6 separate regions of the Mus musculus genome follow, and all the other regions are linked to region 4. The links are chromatin contacts, called in public HiChIP or PLAC-seq and Micro-C maps. All regions are on one chromosome and are shown on one strand. The core of a region is the stretch at or near the end of the contact, and the rest is flanking DNA. Distances in the headings are between cores, read along the strand shown.

Region 1 (2,700 bases), core at 12-2,511, 270 kb after region 4:
AACTTAGTGAGCTCTTATAGATACAGATACATAAAGATAGATAGATAGATAGATAGATAGATAGATAGATAGATAGATAGATAGATAGATAGGATAGATAGGATAGATAAGATAGATAGATAGATAGATAGATAGATAGATAGATAGATAGATAGATAGATAGATAGAATGATCAGATAGATAGGTAGATCGGAAGGAAGGAATAATGGATAGATGGAAGTAAGGAAAGAGGAGAGAAAGGAGGGAAGAAGAGAGGGAGAGAGGGAGGGTGTGATGGTTTGTATGTGCTTGGCCCAGGGAGTGGCACTATTAGGAGATATGGCCTTGTTGGAGTAGGTTTGTCACTGGGGGCATGAGTTTAAGACCCTCACCCTAACTGCCTAGAAGTCAGTCTTCCATTAGCAGCCTTAAGATGAAAACATAGAACTCTCAGCTCTGCCTGCACCACACCTGCCTGGATGTTGCCATGTCCCCACCTTGATGATAATGAACTGAACCTCTGAACCTTTAAGCCAGCCCCGATGAAATGCCGTACTTTATAAGACTTGGCCATGGTGTCTGTTCACAGCAGTAAAACCTTAACTAAGACAGAGGGCAATTGGTAATTAGGCGACAAATACAAGGAAGTATTTTTTATAAATACATACATTCTTTGCATATAGAAGTTACTATATAAAATTTTATTTAAAGAATATTGCATTGCATATAATTGATAGTTTGATGGACATTTATCAGCACATGGCTATATGTTCAATGGGACATCACAAGATATGTTTAACTTATTCTTACATTGACATGTGTCATCTGTTATTAAATCCAGCTTCTTACAGGTTAGTTAACAGAAATGAAAGGAGAGGCTGCGGAGAGCAGTGGGGGCTGGGGGGACTGGGTTTCAGTCCTTACTATATAGGTTAACATACAGAGAAGCATGATAGATAGCACTTCCCTTATTTATCACATTCTGTGTGCACCCATGGTGGCTCTGATGCCAGCCTCCCCAGGACCTGGAGAATGTGCATCAGAGCCTCTGCTCAGAGATCCTTTGAAGCTGGTGAGGGGAAGCCAAGGGCTCTGAGGTGTCAGTACAGAGCATACGGGGTTTATTCGGAAAGACTTCTTGATCGGTTCCAGCATCTGGGAAGCAGTGTCCTTCGGGATATAAAAGTCTTGTTTGCTTTTATGAGTGTGAATCAGGACATGCTATCCGTGCCAGGTGCCTGCTGGACCGTGGAGCTAACACTCCCAGCCTAGATTGCTTCTGACTGTTGCCAGTCGCTGGCTATCTCACCCCATGTAAATCAATAACCAGTCTCTTGCGGTGGTGGCTGGGTGAGAGTGGCTCCCGTACAAATGCTTAGTCACCAGGGAGTGGAACTTTTGAAAAGGATTAGAAGGTGTGGCCTTGTTGGAGGAAGTGTGTCACTGGGGGGGTGGGGGTGGGGCAGGCTTTGAGGTTTCAAAAACCTCAGGATCAGCCTCTCTTGACCACTCTCTCCCTCCCTCCCTCTCCCTCCCTCTCCCTCCCTCCCCCTCCCTCTCCCTCTCCCTCTCCCTCCCTCTCCCTCTCCCTTTCCCTCCCTCTCCTTCTCCCTGAACCTCCCTCTCCCTCTCCCTCTCCCTCTCCCTCTCCCTCTCCCTCTCCCTCTCCCTCTCCCTCTCCCTCTCCCTCTCCCTCTACCTCTACCTCTCCCTCTCCCTCTCCCTTCCTCTCCCCATCCCCACCCCTGCTTGTCTACTAGGATGTAGCTCTCAGCAACTGTTCCAGCACCATGCTTGCAACCATGCTCCCTGTCATAATGCTACTGAAACTGATGGACTAACCTTCTGAAACTGTAAGCAAGCCCGCAGTTCAATGGTTTCTTTTATGGGCATTGCCTTGGTCAGGGTGTCTCCTCACAGCAATATAACAGTAACTAAGATGCCTGCTTTTGTCTATTTTATATAATAGGTCACATGTTGTAGTAGGTTTAATAAGATGACTCTCCCAAATTTCATTTCTACCTGGAACCTCCAGACATGACCTTATGAGGAAACAGGGTCTCTGTAGATGTAATTCATTGGAAATCAGTTAAGGACGTCAAGAGAAAATAATCCTAGACTTAGAATAGGTCTTAAATTAGTGCCCAGTCCCCTTATAAAAGAGGAAATGGCTAAGAATGGCCGTATATGCCTATAATCCCAGCACTTGGGAAGCTGAGACAGGAGGATCATGAGTTTAAGCCAGACTATGCTATATAGTGATCTCAAAAAAAAAAAAAATCCACAAACCAGGACTAGAGGCAAGATTTTTATGATGCTACCATAAGCCAAGAATGCCAGGAGCCCAACCCCCAACCCCACTCCCCAGAGGCCTTAGTCCAGGAAGGTCCCTCCCTGTGAATCCTTGTGATTGATTAGGACAAGGAAGGACCCTCCCTGCAAACCCTTGTGGGGTGCATGCGTGTGCACAGATGCAGACAGACACCTTGATTTCAGTCCAGTCGTTTCCAGAATCTAGTAACAATTAGGTGTTTGTTGTCTTAAGTCACAGAGTTTCAGCTTCCCTAGGAAGTTCACACACACACACACACACACTTTGCTTAACATGATTCAGTTTTCTTCCCGGTCTACCCTTTACAGAAATGAAATTGTCAAACTAAGCAAACTAAACAATGGATTCTCCGTGGAGTCTTATTCCCAGATTTCTAGCTTGTTCACAGG
Region 2 (2,700 bases), core at 46-2,545, 480 kb before region 4:
CTGTAAAATGTTTGTAAATGTTTGTAAGGAAGTGTGTGCACAGGGCACAAATGGTGCCTGGTGTTCATAAGTGCTAGATACAAGTTGGACTGTTAAGAACAGCCAAACAATACATTTATGTTATAGAAAATAAAGTGGAAAAATGAAGCTGCCTGCCCATATGCATGCAGAAACACAAGGCAGGAGAGTAATAATAATAATAAATAATAGGATGGCAGAAATTACACAGTTATGGGTTGAATGAGCTAAGAAATAGAATTGTAGGTCCACTGCAGAGGAATATCTGGACTCACTAAATTACAGTGCTCCAAAGCTATGTTGGCAAAAGATAACAACTACAGGGAAAAAAAACTGTGAATGCATAAAGATAGCTAGATTAACTAACTGTGACTCACCTTTCCTAAAAAGCATTTGTTTCTAAGAAAATAAAGAATACAAACTGATTGCAGGAAAATTATCAGGGAACAATCTCTCTCCCCTCTCCCCTCTCTTTCCTCTCCCCTCTCTCCCCTCTTTTCCCTCTCTTCCCTTTCCCCTTTCCTCTCCCTCCCTTCTTCTCCACCCTCCACAGTTAATTTTCCACTGCTCCTTCGCTGAGGGCATCTATGGTGCAGACCAAACAGTGGGCCAGGATTCTCCCATCATTCAACTCTTGAGAAAACAGACTCCACTAACAGCTATTACTTGAGGGAAGAACTAAGGAGCCTATGGTTGCTCACGGAATTGTATCCTTGAAAGTACTGACTTGGCTGTGTCTGTTAGCTCACACACGGAATCCCAAACTTGGGAGATGACGACAGGGAGATCTGAAGTTTGGAGCCCCCCTAGGCTGCGTGAAACCCTGTCCCAAAACAAAACAAAACAAAACAAACAACAAAAAGGAATGTGATTATAATCAGACTCTCAGTCATTTACATTTTATATGAATCAGTTCAAGCTGTTTTATTCCACCAAGTGCATGGCCAGTTTCTCTGAGGAAAACCCAATGATGTTTCTGTTAAGGGAAGGCTCCAGGCCAGGACTGCCCAGGTCAACAGCAAATGACAACTTTCCTCTCAGATATGAGGAGCCCAGCCCTCGCGTAGGGAGAAGCAGGGGATTTCCACAGTTTTCCAAGGACAAGGACCAACTGGAGTCAGCTGAGAACGAGCTGGCTCTCCCTCAGAAACTTCATAACAAGTCTAGAGGCATCCAGAGTTATTCTAGGACTGGCTCCACCCCAGCCCCTGGGCTCCAGTGAGTGACTGAGCTGAAATTCCACTGTTGCATAAGTCCCTTTAGACAAGTTTCAGTTTTAGGAAATGAAAGTGGCAAGCTGTGACATCTATATTTCCTCTGATTGAGCCCTCCCCATGCCTGGCCTCACACCAGGCCCCTCCCCTCAGGCTGGTTCAGAAAGGTTTTGCTGCAGAGGAGTGCTAGGACAACCACTGGGTACCAGAGAGGTGCTGAGTGAGTGCTTGTCACAAGCAAGAGTTTGTGTACCCTCTTAGGAGCCTGCCTTAGCCAGCCAGTGGGGGTGACCAGAGGGAAGACAGGGTTCTCTCTGCCCTTGAGAAGCTCACAAAATAGAGAGGGAGATGAACTGAGTAATTCATACCGAAGGAACCAGTCCCGTGTGTGTGTGTGTGTGTGTGTGTGTGTGTGTGTGTGTGTGTGTGTGTGTCAGAGAGAGAGACCAGTTCTTTCAGGGCTTCCCTTTAGGCAGTGTCTCTGGACTTTGCTGATTCTGGTAGAAGGCACATAGCTGTGGTTATATTTAAGTGTCTTAGATGTTCTTTGAAGATACACCCTAAACAGTCTCCTGAATGTGTGGGTAAGCAAACACTCTCCACTATATTCTATTATTCCCAATATTGCAGCTGCTGAAACCTAAGTCTTGGACAAGAAGCCCACTTAAAACAAGAACACATCTCAACTCCCCTTGTGGTTAGCTGTTTCCATAGCTGCACAATAATAGGCCTGATTTGTGACAGCTTTAGTGACCATTGTTTGGACTGCCTGCTTAGCAGTGTTCATCTAGCAAGTGGCTTTGGTAGAGACTGTCTCCTACCAGGACAGAAGTAGATCGCATTGAAGTAGAAACTTAAGTGTTTTGTTGGGGCAAACATGTGAACCAGTGTTTTCCTAAAGTGGATACAGGTGAAAGGATGTTTTTGTTAAAGTAGACACCTGAAGGAATGTTTGACTGAAATAGGCAGGGATGAAAGAATAAGGCAGTCTCAGGAACATTTCACTGAAGTAGACACACGTGAAAGGATATTCTGTTAAAGAAAGCACATGAAAGGACACGTAATAAAAGACTCTTTGTGTGTGTGTGTGTGTGTGTGTGTGTGTGTGTGTGTGTGTGTGTGAACAATACAGGTATTGGCTCACCTTACACTATGTAGTTGAGCTCCATTTGGCAGGACTCCATAGAGAGAAGCGAACTGTAGGGCTGTGAAAGGCAGCCTGGTTTCTGGTCGAGCAGAGGCTGGAAACCCTAGTGGTCCTGAAGGACGGCAGGCATTTTGCCACGCTCCCTCCTGACATGAGGCCGCAGCTCTCCATAGATTTGTGGCCATCAGTCACTTATGGGCAACGCCCCAAGCCCCTACACGGGGAGAGGACCTGACCTGTGGTCACATAGCCTCAAGACAGATCTCCATTTTAATGAGGTACCTAAAGGCCTGAAGGGCTTAGCCAATTGAGCTCTCCTTC
Region 3 (2,700 bases), core at 68-2,567, 350 kb after region 4:
TTTATTAATCACATAATAACACAATTTTATTTACATTTATTTAAATTAGCACAATTTAATATTTATAACTGATCATAAATTAATTGGTATTATATAATTATATATAATAATTGATAAAGTGATTACTAAATTATATTAATTAATATAAGATTGTAATATAATACACTATATATTAATATATCAAATTATGATATAATATATAACATGTCATATATAATATAGTATGATATGTAATGTGTGACATGTGACATGTAACATGTAACATATAATCTATATTTAGGGTATATTAATTGCACAAAATTTACCTCAGAGTAGACATTTTTCTTGAAATGTACATGCTCAGCCCCCAAATAGGATGTTAGTAAGGACCAGGTCTGTACAAACTACTACAAGCCCTTTGCAGTGAGGTTGTCATGTTTACGAAACAATGACAGGAAAGGACAAGAAAAGAGTTTAGGGGAGAAGAGTTCCATATTCTTATTTTCCACCTTAGTGGCCTTTCTCTGCAATCCCCTGTTCTGTGACTTGTGGTGCACAAAAGCTGCTATAGTGGACTCAGCACAGGACAAGCAGAGGTAGCCCAGAGCTGAACAGATCCATTCGGTGGGCTTATAATCAACTGTTCCAAGTCTCTAGACAATGAAGTCCTTTGTCAAACCCCACCCACACGGCACCTCCCAAATGCACTAGATAGCATACAGTCCAGACATCGTCCACCTGGCCCAGGCTAGCCTGCTGCTTCCTTTCTCCTGACTCATGTCTAGTCAGACACTCAGAGCTTCTGTCTGCACCGTGGACCACATGAGCACAGACAGGGAGGCACAGACGTAGCCACGCTCCCGTTTGCTGCTGCTCATCACCATCCAGAGGTGGAGAGTTTACACTGTGTGACCGTGCAGAGAAAGGTCGAGGCATTAAAGTGTCAGTGACTGCCCCCAGTGTTCCCTATCTAGTCCCCACCACCCCAAACAAGAGTGAACTAGATTTGCAGTACCACAAGGGATAGAACGTAATAGTTTGTGTTCTCCAGCCAGAAGGACACTGTTAAAGACTGTGTGTGTGTGTGTGTGTGTGTGTGTGTCCCAGAGTGTGTCTCCACAGCAGGCATGATCTCTGTATCTTGGGCCGATTCCGAGCCTCATTTCTCTAACTCCACCCAGGCCAGGCCTCTGTCGGGAAGAAGGGACTTTGTATAGATGAGAAAGAAAGCTTGATCTAATTGTTATGTGATGTCGTGCCAAATCCAACTCCACACTCTCTGAAACTGAGTCAGAGTGTCGTGACCCCAGAAGGGTTGAGTGGTGGCATACCGCCATGTTCAGAGATGGCTGCATTAGCTGTGGCCATAACTCAGGATTGTTGCAAGATAGATGGGGTCGGGAGGACAGGGTGACTGTCCAGTCTGGACAAACAGTCACTGCCATGAGGTTGAGGGATTTGAGCTGAATCTGTCCCCATTCTGCTGGCAGTGAGCCCGTTGGGTGCTTTCTTGAGGAAAATACAGCCGTGCTTTGTTTAGTTTTACAGTTTGTCCTCCTGTTCCTGTATATGCTTGTGGAAAGGTGTTCCATGTTCTTCCCGTGTTTATATAACACTCCTAGACAAATTACTCTTTAATGTCACTGTCAGAAATAAGTTGCTAAGACTGCACGTGCGCACATCGAGGCAAGCGGGAAGGTTGAAAGCGGAGCTGCCTGCGTGTTTGTTGTGGCTCCGTGGCAGTGCGCCAAGGTATTTTAACAGGGAACTCCAGGATTTGCTAGAGTTAAAAATGCATGGCTTATTTGATCATTTTCCAGAGATGATGAATAGCCAGAGACAGCTAACTAAATAAAGCAATGAGCCTGTGACGGAGAACGCCCTGGCTTACTGTGCTGGGACTCGGGGGAGGAGGCCGCTGACTCACCGCAGGTCTTGTGGATGGATAGATACCACTCCACACAAAACTCCGGAGAGGCAGCTGCTCTCTGGGAACTGCTCGATAGCCCATCAAAGCAGAAGCAGTTTGTGACATGCTGGGACCAAGTCACGTGGCTATGGCATTCCAGAGATCACGCTTTTAGGGAACTGAAGTAAACAATGCAGCTAAACAAAAGGCGTCTCCCTAGAAATGTGAGCTGTGCTTCTGAAGACGATTTCTTAAAGCCTTTACATCTCTGAGACAATGCTGTAGGTAACTCACAAACATTTGTCAGAGCTCAGGCTGCCTAGTACAAATCACCAAGAGGCATGCATGCATGCATGCGGGTGCCAGGCCTGTAGCATGGGGTTTTACCTGTCTTTTTCTCTGTGTTTTCATTTGAGTGTGTGGTGCTGGGGACTGAGGCCAGAGCCTCTCTCACCCCAGCCCCTCATTCATTCTTTTACAACAACCCTATCAGCTTAGAATTGTTAGGTGTGCTTTGCAGATGACATCAGATGAGGATATTAAAGCTAGGAAAGGTTACCTTGCCCCTTGTCATAAAACAAAGACATAACGGCCCCGATTCAGGCTTCGGGCAGATCGTATGTGCTTCTGATGTTAAGAATCTACTTGTTTGTGGATCCCAACCTTGTAACTATCATAAAAGCCCCTATAAATTAGCAACTGCCCAGTGCTAGCACCCACAACAACAAGATGCAAGGCACAATCATTTGAAAGGTCCAAGTGTTTATTTACTGGACCTGAGGAGAAGGTACAGCCTGTCAAAGTGCTTGCCT
Region 4 (2,700 bases), core at 123-2,622:
TACGAACAGGAAAACAATAAGAAAAAACGAAGTGTGTGCCTGGGGGAACCACGGTTTTAAAATAGTGCCAAATTGCGTATGGTAGTGCATGCCTATGACCCTACCTGGGAGGGCCCCGGCACTCTAGAGGTAGAGGCCAAGAGATCAGGAGTTTAAGGCTAACCTCAGCTACCTAACAATTAAGACCACATTGGGTTACATCAGACCCCATCACAAAAACCGAAAACAAACAGAAAAGAAAGCAGTACCTATAATATAAAAGTACCACCTGAGGTTATAATGAGCATCTTCAGACTGAGTGCAGATGATATTTAAGTCCACCGACTTCCCAACTCCCTCTGCATACCCACAGAGAGGTCAGATTGGCCAGCTGGCTTGTCCCCCTTTCTACCTCCGATCCATCCCTGCCCGGCTCTGTGCCATAAGACCAGGGCATCTATGGCTTGACTTAGGCACTTATTGGCTTGGGCCGCCACACAGAATGTCTACTAGTGAACTGCAGGGGTGGAGAAGTTTGTGTTTGCTTCCAGATTCCAGGTCAACAGAACTTCTAGCCAGAGCACAAAGGACTGGAACTAGGCAAGTTTCCTTAGGGAGTGTGGTCTTTGTAGCTCTGAGAGAGTTGTCTTTATAAATGCCACCATTCCAAAAACAGAGGAAGCCGGAGAGGAGTCTAGACTGTGGGGGTGACACTGGGTCTCTTGGGACACATGTAGATGATGCCAGGTGACACTTTCTTACGGCCCCACTACCAGCCTCTTTATCCACACCCACTCAACCGATTTAGTCCCTGGCAATGAACTTAACCAACGATGGCCCCCCAAACACTGTCTCCCTGATGTAACCTTCTTCATGCCATCTGGGGTGCTTTATTCTTTTATTCTGATGCCTAAACAACTAGTTTGGACCATGCCATCTCTCAGAAAAATCGTCACTACAAATCAACAGCTGCAGGATAAAGAATGTTCTAACTGTTTGCCTCACACGGGGGTCAAACACAGTGCTAAGCACTTCCACATGCGCTGCCTAATTTAATCTTCCTTAAAACCCTGAGGTAGCAAGCACAATGCTCTTCGTCGGATAGATAACAAACTGATTACTGAGAAGTTTCGAAATTTGCCCAAGGTTACACTCATTCTTGACTGCCAAGGCGGAGATTTAGACTTGAAGACGCCAGGATGCTTGCCCTTAACCACCAGACACGACTACTGTGAGAACTCAGTCAAACCTGTCATCCCCTTTAACCCTGAATTTCCTTCAGTGAAAATCAGAGGGCAAGATGAAATCTTTTGAAAAAGTCCCAGTTGTCCCTGACGCTGCACAAGTTCTCCTGAAGAGCCGGGTTTACCCCGGCTTACCAGTAGATGGCGCACAGCCAGCAATACAATCAGCTTGCAGCCGCTCCAGGGGGAAGCGTGATTTCCTCTGAGCTTTGCCTGACCGGCGTGGGAATGGAATGGAAATGTGTTCCCAGTGGTAAATGGTGCAAACCCACACAACTTCCACGTGGTAGAGCCGAGAGCTTAGCGAGTGAGATTGACTCGTAAGGGCACGACACTGCCGTAGCTGCTGTTCAATTGACAGGAGACCCTGGGGGTCCTCTCAGTGACTCCTGCCATCTCTCCCCTTCTGAGGAGATAGGACATGCACTCAAAAGAATTAAGTAGCTGCTTGCCACACCAGCACGAGTTTTCTTAACCAATGAAAGAGACAGTTATTGTCACCAACTCAAACCCACTTTATAAGACTCCGGGGAAGCCTCAGACAGCCAGCCCCATGCCCATGTTTGGAAATAAACTGGGCGTGGCTTCCTCCCAACACCCCCACCCCCACCCCACCCCCCGCCGATAGATTTGTGGTTGTGTTCGCTGGCTTCCTACAGAGGCTTTGAGTCTCTAGCTGGACATTTCAAGGAGAACCAGAGACTATAGACAGCTTCACAACACACATGCCAGGAAATGCTGGGCCCCCGAGAAGCCACAGACTTGTCCTCAGTATATGGTTAGAGTAAGAGACATGCTGGTCACACTAACTATGCCTGGCACATCGCCATGTCCTGAGACAAACCCTGAAAGATGGAAATGGGACTTCAATAGAGACCTGCGAAGGGAAGGGAAAATGGTGAGAACAAGGCTTCTTCCACCTTAACGTTCAGCATGTGCGCTCTTGTGCACACAGGTCGGGTCATAAAACTGGTAGTAACATCCGCACATTGTCGTCTTCCAAGGAGAGTGGGTAAAGCTGAAGGAGGCAGGCGGATCTGTTTCATGAGAGTACAGAATCTCAAACTGCAAGGTTACTGTTACCTCTGCCCCTACTGCAGTATAAACCTGTATTCATCTGGAAGTATCTGGAAGGAGATGCTGGCTCCCCAACGTTCCTTCAGTAGCCACAGCTCCCCCACTCTGCTTCACCCACAAGCAGAGTAAGAAATGGGCCCACAGTCTGGGCTAACTTCTATTTAAGCAAAGCAGTAAAATTGTTTGCCAGCAAGAAGTACATCTTCCCAGTCATCACGCTCTTTGTAACAGTTTTCTAAGTTTTTACACTGGAAGAGAAACAAGGCCTATCAGCTATTGAAAAGTAATTTTTAAAAAGTAAAACGATTAATCTGGGTGCTGTGTGGCACATGCCTACAATTGCTGTACTTGGGAGGCTGAGCCAGGAGGACTGCTGGGGGTTCAAATGGAGCACAGGCTA
Region 5 (2,700 bases), core at 43-2,542, 500 kb before region 4:
TCCCTATGTTAAGTGTTCTCCCTTAAGCTTCACTTCTTTAAATGGGAGGGTGATTTTTCATTGGGCACTTATCCCGTTAAATGTTAACTTATAAATTTAGAACAAACAAACAAACAAAAACTTGGTAGCTTAGAAACTTCCAAAACATACTGTCAATGCCTGGCAGTTTTTGTATTCACTAATTAAAGGTTTAAGGTGCAAGTGTTCTTTGCTTAGAACAGAAAAACAAAACAAAACAAAACAAAAACAAAACAAACAAAAAAACAAAAAAACAACAAAAAACTTCGAGTGTAGTGAAATAAGATATTTTCCAGTACTCATAATATTTCCCTTTTGGGGAGGAAAAGGGTCTCTCCGTCTGAGTCCAGCCACCTTACCTACCATTTGCTCTTTGCTGAAGAACTTTCTGTCAGATCAAAAGCCTCCAGGCAATCTGAGCGTTTTACACCCGAAATAATATTTCTCCTTTTTGAAACTAGAAAAGCCTTTTCCTGACATCTAAGATGTAAACACAAGGTTCTCGTTTATAGGACTGAAGAAGTCATAAGATACTTATTAAAAGACTCCACTCACGCTTTGTCTGAGGTTTCGGTAAGTTGTTTTCTGACCGGTGATGCAATTCGGATGCTCCAGAGATGAACGAAAAGCAGAGAAGTGAAGCCCCTACACTCAGAAACAAGATCCTGGTCAGAAGGAAACAGTCCGCACCTCCTTGAACGACATCTTTTCCACTTCTAGGTCGCAGAGACTGCCGTCCAACCTTCACCATCAGAAACTATGATTGCGGACACATCTCCTGCCAGTGACCGCCTGCCCGGAGCCTGGGGACAAGAGAGGGGTGGACTGGATGTAAGTTGGGACAGCGTCACCGTTCACCCTAGCTTCCCAGGGTTCAGAGACACTACAGACACTCCCTTCTGTGACCCCAGGGCCAGAAAGGCTGTAAAGACGCAGATCACACAGCCGCGGGCTCTGGGACAGTGGCTGCAGCTCTCCGGTGGCCCCCTCTTCCCTGGGTGTCCCTCTTCCTGCAGGGATCACAGCAGGAAACAAACATCTGGCCCCAAAGCTGATCCGCCCGGCTGGGGGCGCAGGTGCTTCACTTTGGAAACCAGGTCCCCGCACAGCACAGCGGCCGCCCCGGTCGATTCGACCCTGTCCGGGGAGGGGTGCAGCAACCCGGCAGCAGGACCGATCCACCTACCTAGGAGTCCTCCAGCCGCCGCTCCCCGTGCCCACTAGCCATCTGGGCACCAGCCTAGGAAGACTGAAGACCTGGAAGTGAGGGAAGGGGATGTCCCCAGGTCAGGGCCCCGAACTTCCCGGTCGCCAGCACCGCCCCCGGTGCGGCAAGCGCCGCCCACAGGGGTCTGCAAGGGGAACGGAGCCTGGCATCAGAGCTGGCAGGAGCCACAGGGCAGGCAAAACAGAACTGAAAGTCCAGAGGCTCCGTGTGGGAATTCCCCAGGTGTCCTAAAGAGAAAGCTGCCTCCCAGCTCGCCTTTTGGCTGAGTTGAGCTGCTGCAAGGATTCTGGAAGGAAGAGGATATTCTGAAGAGACGCACTCTCTTTGGTTATTGGAATGCTCCAGCTAGGAAACGTTAAAAAATTACAGCCCTGTGCCAGTCACAGGGAGTTTTTATCAGTTCACCATGAGGAAAACACTGGAGGCCTGGACAATGATGGCTGAATGACTCGGGGGGATAGCACACCTTGACCAAAACTGCCTACTTATGGATTCTTTCTGTATTATCTAAATCTAAACCTGTGGTGACAGGATGCTGAACTTAGGATGGGGGCGTCGTACACCCTCATTATTTAGTTGTCTTCCTGATGTGGCTACACTGAATAGCTACTTTTCTGCTGTCTACTGATAATCATTTAAATACCCTATCGAGGCCCAAAAGGATAGGCTAGACAGCCAGGGCTGCCAAGACCCAGGTCCTAACTCTAACTACTCTAATCTCAGAATCTCACTTCTCCCTCAAACACATCTTTTGAACTCTTTTGCTATCTCTCCATCCTCAGAGGTTGCAACTTGGGCTCAGGAATATTTTCTCTTTCTCCTCCTTTTCAACACTTTGTCCCCCTGCCCTTATGTCTCTGGGATCCATTTCTGCTCAGCATCTGATAACAGAGTCTACCAGCCTCCATGCAGACCTGAATGGCAGCATTGTGCTTGGGATATGAATGGATAAGGATGGCACAGATATGTTTCTCTTTCCTTGGCCCCCAGAACAGCCCCCCTTCTAAGCATGGGGAAGATTCGGGGCCCCCACTTCTATCTATGGCTTTGAAGCTAAGTACTTCCCTTTCTCTATCCCATAGCTGCATCGCAGAGTGATTCTGAAAACAGCGTAGATTGGTTTGCTTCATGGTGGAGATGTGGCTCCATATTCCAGTTGTAAGGGGAAACCCCCTACTTTAAAACAAGTTAATCACCTGCCTCGGGTGCCTGTGATCCCATTTGACCTCGGCAAGGCGAGATTGGATGCAGAGCAAGCAACCTTACCCCCATTTTCACAAGAAAATGTCCTGTGAATCAGAAATAGCAGCTGAGATTTGAAGTCAGAATTTTTCCCTTAAACCCAGGGGGTCTCTTCCCCTCAGCTCCACATCCCTTGTCCTTATAGGTTGTCAACCTTCCTAACCCTGCAACCCTTCAGTACGGTTCCTCATGTTGTGATGACTCCCAACCAT
Region 6 (2,700 bases), core at 89-2,588, 470 kb after region 4:
CTCTCCGCGCCGCCCTAGGGTCAGGGGTAAGATCAGGCGGTAGCTTAGGCTCGCCTGGGCTCCTCCCCTTCCTCTCTTCAGTTCTGACGCGGCCGTAGAGGCGGCGGCGGCAGCGGCGGCGGTAGCAGCAGCAGCAGCAGCAGCAGCAGCAGTCCCGCGGCCCGAGGCGCACCCACCCGCTCGCAGATCGCGACTTCCTCTTCCCTTGGTGCGTCATCAGAACGCGCCGCAGCCTCCCAGGGCGGGGTGGCTGGAGATGGGGAGAAGAGGCCCGGAGAGGAAGGCGCAGAGAGGAAGGGGAAGGGAGGGGGAGGAGAGCGGTTGCTAGGCGACTTACGTCATCGCTGGGCGCCACTCTCCTCCCGCCCCTCTGTGGAGTGAGGCGAGAGCCCCGCACAGAGCGAGAGAGAGACAGAAGCTGAGCTTCGGGCGCTGCCGCCGCCGCCGGGGAGAGCGTGAGAGCGAGTGAGTGAGCGAGCATCCGAGAGACCCGGCATCCGTGCACTGGCCGCCGCCAAGACCTTTGCCGCAGCCCGGGCCATCGGGAGCCGCGGCCGCCGTCGGCTCCCCCCCTTACATTCCCGGCCGGCAGCGGCTGCTGCACACGCCGAAGCCGGAGCCCCAGCCGGAGCCGGAGCCGGAGCCCGAGCCCGAGCCCGAGCCGGAGCCCGCGGCCGGGGGGCAGGGAGGCGGCTGCCGCGGGTCGGGACTCGTAGCTGCTCAGCCGGGAGAGGACGCCCGCGAGGGGCTGGGCTTTCTGCCTCGTCCCGGACTGTGGGACGAAGGACCCCCCGAGGTGTAGGGAGGGGGTCCCGGCCGCCGCGACACATGCGGGAGCCGGGAGCGGGGGCGGCGCCGATCCGAGCCCGCCGGGTCCCCAGCCTTGCCGCTGTCCACACCAGCCGCCCGGGGCCGTAGCATCCCATAGCGGAGTGTATGAACCCCGGCCCCCAGCCCAGGAGCCACCTCCGGGCCGGGGGGGCGGGGACCCCGATGTGAAACGGCCGCGGCGGCGTGGTGAGCGGCCCCGGCGCCGCTGTCCTCTCCTTCCCCTCCCCTCCCCTCCACCCCCTCTGGGGGGGCTTCTCTTTGGGCCTGCCGCCGCACCCCGGCTCCTCGGCGGGACTCCAGGAGTTCTCGGCGCCCCCTCCCCGCCCCAGCCCCCCAGGGCGGTGGGGCCGGGGGGGAACCTGGGGGGCCGGCTGCAGCCTCCGCCCAGAGGAAACTTTACCCAAACAAAATCTTCGAGCTTTCTGATCGTGACTGTCCCGGGACAAGTGGCCCAGGACGGGCTGAAGCCACCACAGTCTGCAGGGACCCAGGAAGAGAAAAAGCGGTGAGCGAGCGGGGCCGCCACCGCCGCCTCTATCCCAGCAGCGCGGAAGAGACCCGGGTAGCTGCTTGGTGGAGCGACGCTAGCACCGCTTCTTCCTCAGTTCCGCGCCTAGCCAGCCTTCCGCAGCTGCCCGCCTCAGCCCGAAGGAGGAAGGGAGCCAGCCACATTGTCAGCGCCACCGCTCGACTCTGAAGCGTGAGTGGACCCGGGGGAGGGGGACATTATAAGGTGACAAGTGGGAGCGGGTGGGTGCTTTGATGCTGGAGTTCGGCTGTTCCTCGGGAGGGTTGGCAGTGGAAACCTTTCCTTTCTACCAATAGGAGAAAGTGTCAGTTTGCAGGAGTAATGCAAGTACTCGGAGTTTTTTCTTAGAGCAGCTGTGTCTCCAGAGTGGACACTTGCACCTTTTTGGACACTAAACTGAGAAAGCCTATGGCCAGCTCTGTCCCATGCCTTTTCCTGGCAACCTTATTCTGGCAGTGGTTTTTGTTTCAGGGAAACTCCCATGGATTCCCACGTGGGAATCACTTGAATCAACCCTTAATTTTTTTTTTTCCTTTCCTAACTATTGTTTTTGAAGTTGCCTTGGATGGGAAGACCAGATTTCATTTTAGTGCATAGGGGAGTTTGGTGCCCCCAACGCTTTATTTCCCAGGTCTACAGAGTCCGATGTGTAGGGTGCTTGCATGTTTCAGTTGGCTCAGGAAAATCCGAGTTCCTAAGATGCACAACCCACTGAAACTTATTTCAGGGAGAGCACTTAATAAATTACCATTTCGTAAAAGTTGCTGCAGCGCTCTCTCTCTCTCTCTCTCTCTCTCTCTCTCTCTCTCTGTGTTGAGGGAGAGAGGGAGTAATATGTTTTAAGTGGTAGCACATTTTTACTAGGTTTCTACTAGGGACTGGAAGGGCATGCATGCAGCTGTTTTTATTTGGCTCTACTTGTCGACCTTGAGACTTTATACTCTTTTAGGAAAACATTTAGCACTCTGAGTGTTAAATTAGAGGTATAGAAAAGTAATGCTCACATATGTAGGTTAAGCTGACCATCCTAAGGCTTAACGTACTGTAGGATTTCATGTAGCAAGGAACATAGGTAGTAGTTTAAGACTGGAATTCTGGTCTATCCAGACAGCTAAATGTGGGCAGAATAAAGATGCTCTGTAGAAATGACTAGAAACTTGGGAGTATCAATTTATCTACCCATCCATCCATCTTAATTTCTCCATTGAGGGTCATGATTAAATTTGTTTGAAAGTTTTTCACATTTCATGTTTGGGACCTGTTCTCCCCTCCTCTTTTTAAATAATGAACCTCCAAGTTTATCATTCTGCATTATATAGCAATGTATTTCTCTTTGACCA

Evidence for each region. A called contact is a pair of places that touch in the nucleus more often than the background predicts. HiChIP or PLAC-seq counts read pairs in DNA pulled down with a chosen protein or histone mark.
Region 1: a FOXA1 HiChIP or PLAC-seq map of pancreatic cancer cells shows a contact between it and region 4. The contact joins two enhancer-like sites. A contact is called at or near these places in 5 of 484 Hi-C or Micro-C datasets (ECoMG-derived neutrophils, the N1E-115 cell line, bone marrow-derived macrophages and 2 more) and 3 of 115 datasets of contacts at active chromatin or transcription factors (bone marrow-derived macrophages, embryonic stem cells and pancreatic cancer cells).
Region 2: an HNF4G HiChIP or PLAC-seq map of pancreatic cancer cells shows a contact between it and region 4. The contact joins two enhancer-like sites. A contact is called at or near these places in 4 of 115 datasets of contacts at active chromatin or transcription factors (embryonic stem cells, large pre-B cells and pancreatic cancer cells).
Region 3: a contact with region 4 is called in an HNF4G HiChIP or PLAC-seq map of pancreatic cancer cells. The contact joins two enhancer-like sites. A contact is called at or near these places in 3 of 484 Hi-C or Micro-C datasets (the G1E-ER4 cell line, the N1E-115 cell line and bone marrow-derived dendritic cells), 3 of 115 datasets of contacts at active chromatin or transcription factors (extraembryonic endoderm stem cells, memory CD8 T cells and pancreatic cancer cells) and 1 of 9 other capture datasets (embryonic stem cells).
Region 5: an H3K4me3 HiChIP or PLAC-seq map of stem cell-derived neural progenitor cells shows a contact between it and region 4, with 3 times the contacts expected there. The contact joins the promoter of Tlr2 here to the enhancer-like site in region 4. A contact is called at or near these places in 2 of 39 promoter capture datasets (the C10 cell line and pre-B cells), 2 of 115 datasets of contacts at active chromatin or transcription factors (large pre-B cells and stem cell-derived neural progenitor cells) and 2 of 9 other capture datasets (adipose tissue and embryonic stem cells).
Region 6: a contact with region 4 is called in a Micro-C map of the G1E-ER4 cell line. The contact joins the promoter of Fbxw7 here to the enhancer-like site in region 4. A contact is called at or near these places in 1 of 39 promoter capture datasets (neutrophils), 4 of 484 Hi-C or Micro-C datasets (the C2C12 cell line, the G1E-ER4 cell line, embryonic stem cells and 1 more), 13 of 115 datasets of contacts at active chromatin or transcription factors (the NIH/3T3 cell line, astrocytes, bone marrow-derived macrophages and 9 more) and 1 of 9 other capture datasets (macrophages).

The regions. Positions count from the first base shown.
Region 1 is chr3:84,609,115-84,611,814 of GRCm38.p6, forward strand. The region is part of intron 1 of Gm46836 (a long non-coding RNA gene); the gene reads left to right. Among named protein-coding and RNA genes, the nearest start is that of Gm46836, 6.4 kb to the left of the region's middle. Within about 2 kb of position 1,262, at least 23 of the 459 cell types and tissues checked have an H3K27ac peak or open chromatin away from gene starts, as enhancers often do. A contact at or near this core is called in pancreatic cancer cells, where this site is marked.
Region 2 is chr3:83,861,861-83,864,560 of GRCm38.p6, forward strand. No RefSeq gene overlaps it. Among named protein-coding and RNA genes, the nearest start is that of Tlr2, 22 kb to the left of the region's middle. Within about 2 kb of position 1,296, at least 223 of the 459 cell types and tissues checked have an H3K27ac peak or open chromatin away from gene starts, as enhancers often do. A contact at or near this core is called in pancreatic cancer cells, where this site is marked.
Region 3 is chr3:84,694,819-84,697,518 of GRCm38.p6, forward strand. The region is part of intron 6 of Tmem154 (transmembrane protein 154); the gene reads left to right. Among named protein-coding and RNA genes, the nearest start is that of Tmem154, 30 kb to the left of the region's middle. Within about 2 kb of position 1,318, at least 106 of the 459 cell types and tissues checked have an H3K27ac peak or open chromatin away from gene starts, as enhancers often do. A contact at or near this core is called in the G1E-ER4 cell line, the N1E-115 cell line and pancreatic cancer cells, where this site is marked.
Region 4 is chr3:84,343,774-84,346,473 of GRCm38.p6, forward strand. No RefSeq gene overlaps it. Among named protein-coding and RNA genes, the nearest start is that of 4930565D16Rik, 35 kb to the right of the region's middle. Within about 2 kb of position 1,373, at least 96 of the 459 cell types and tissues checked have an H3K27ac peak or open chromatin away from gene starts, as enhancers often do. A contact at or near this core is called in the C2C12 cell line, the G1E-ER4 cell line, the N1E-115 cell line and 6 more, where this site is marked.
Region 5 is chr3:83,840,316-83,843,015 of GRCm38.p6, forward strand. Tlr2 (toll-like receptor 2) reads right to left here and starts at 1,293. Exons shown (of 3, transcript NM_011905.3): 1 at 1,205-1,293; 2 at 574-821.
Region 6 is chr3:84,814,239-84,816,938 of GRCm38.p6, forward strand. Fbxw7 (F-box and WD-40 domain protein 7) reads left to right here and starts at 1,339. Exons shown (of 14, transcript NM_001177773.1): 1 at 1,339-1,531. Gm35486 (predicted gene, 35486) reads right to left here and starts at 195. Exons shown (of 1, transcript NR_165832.1): 1 at 1-195.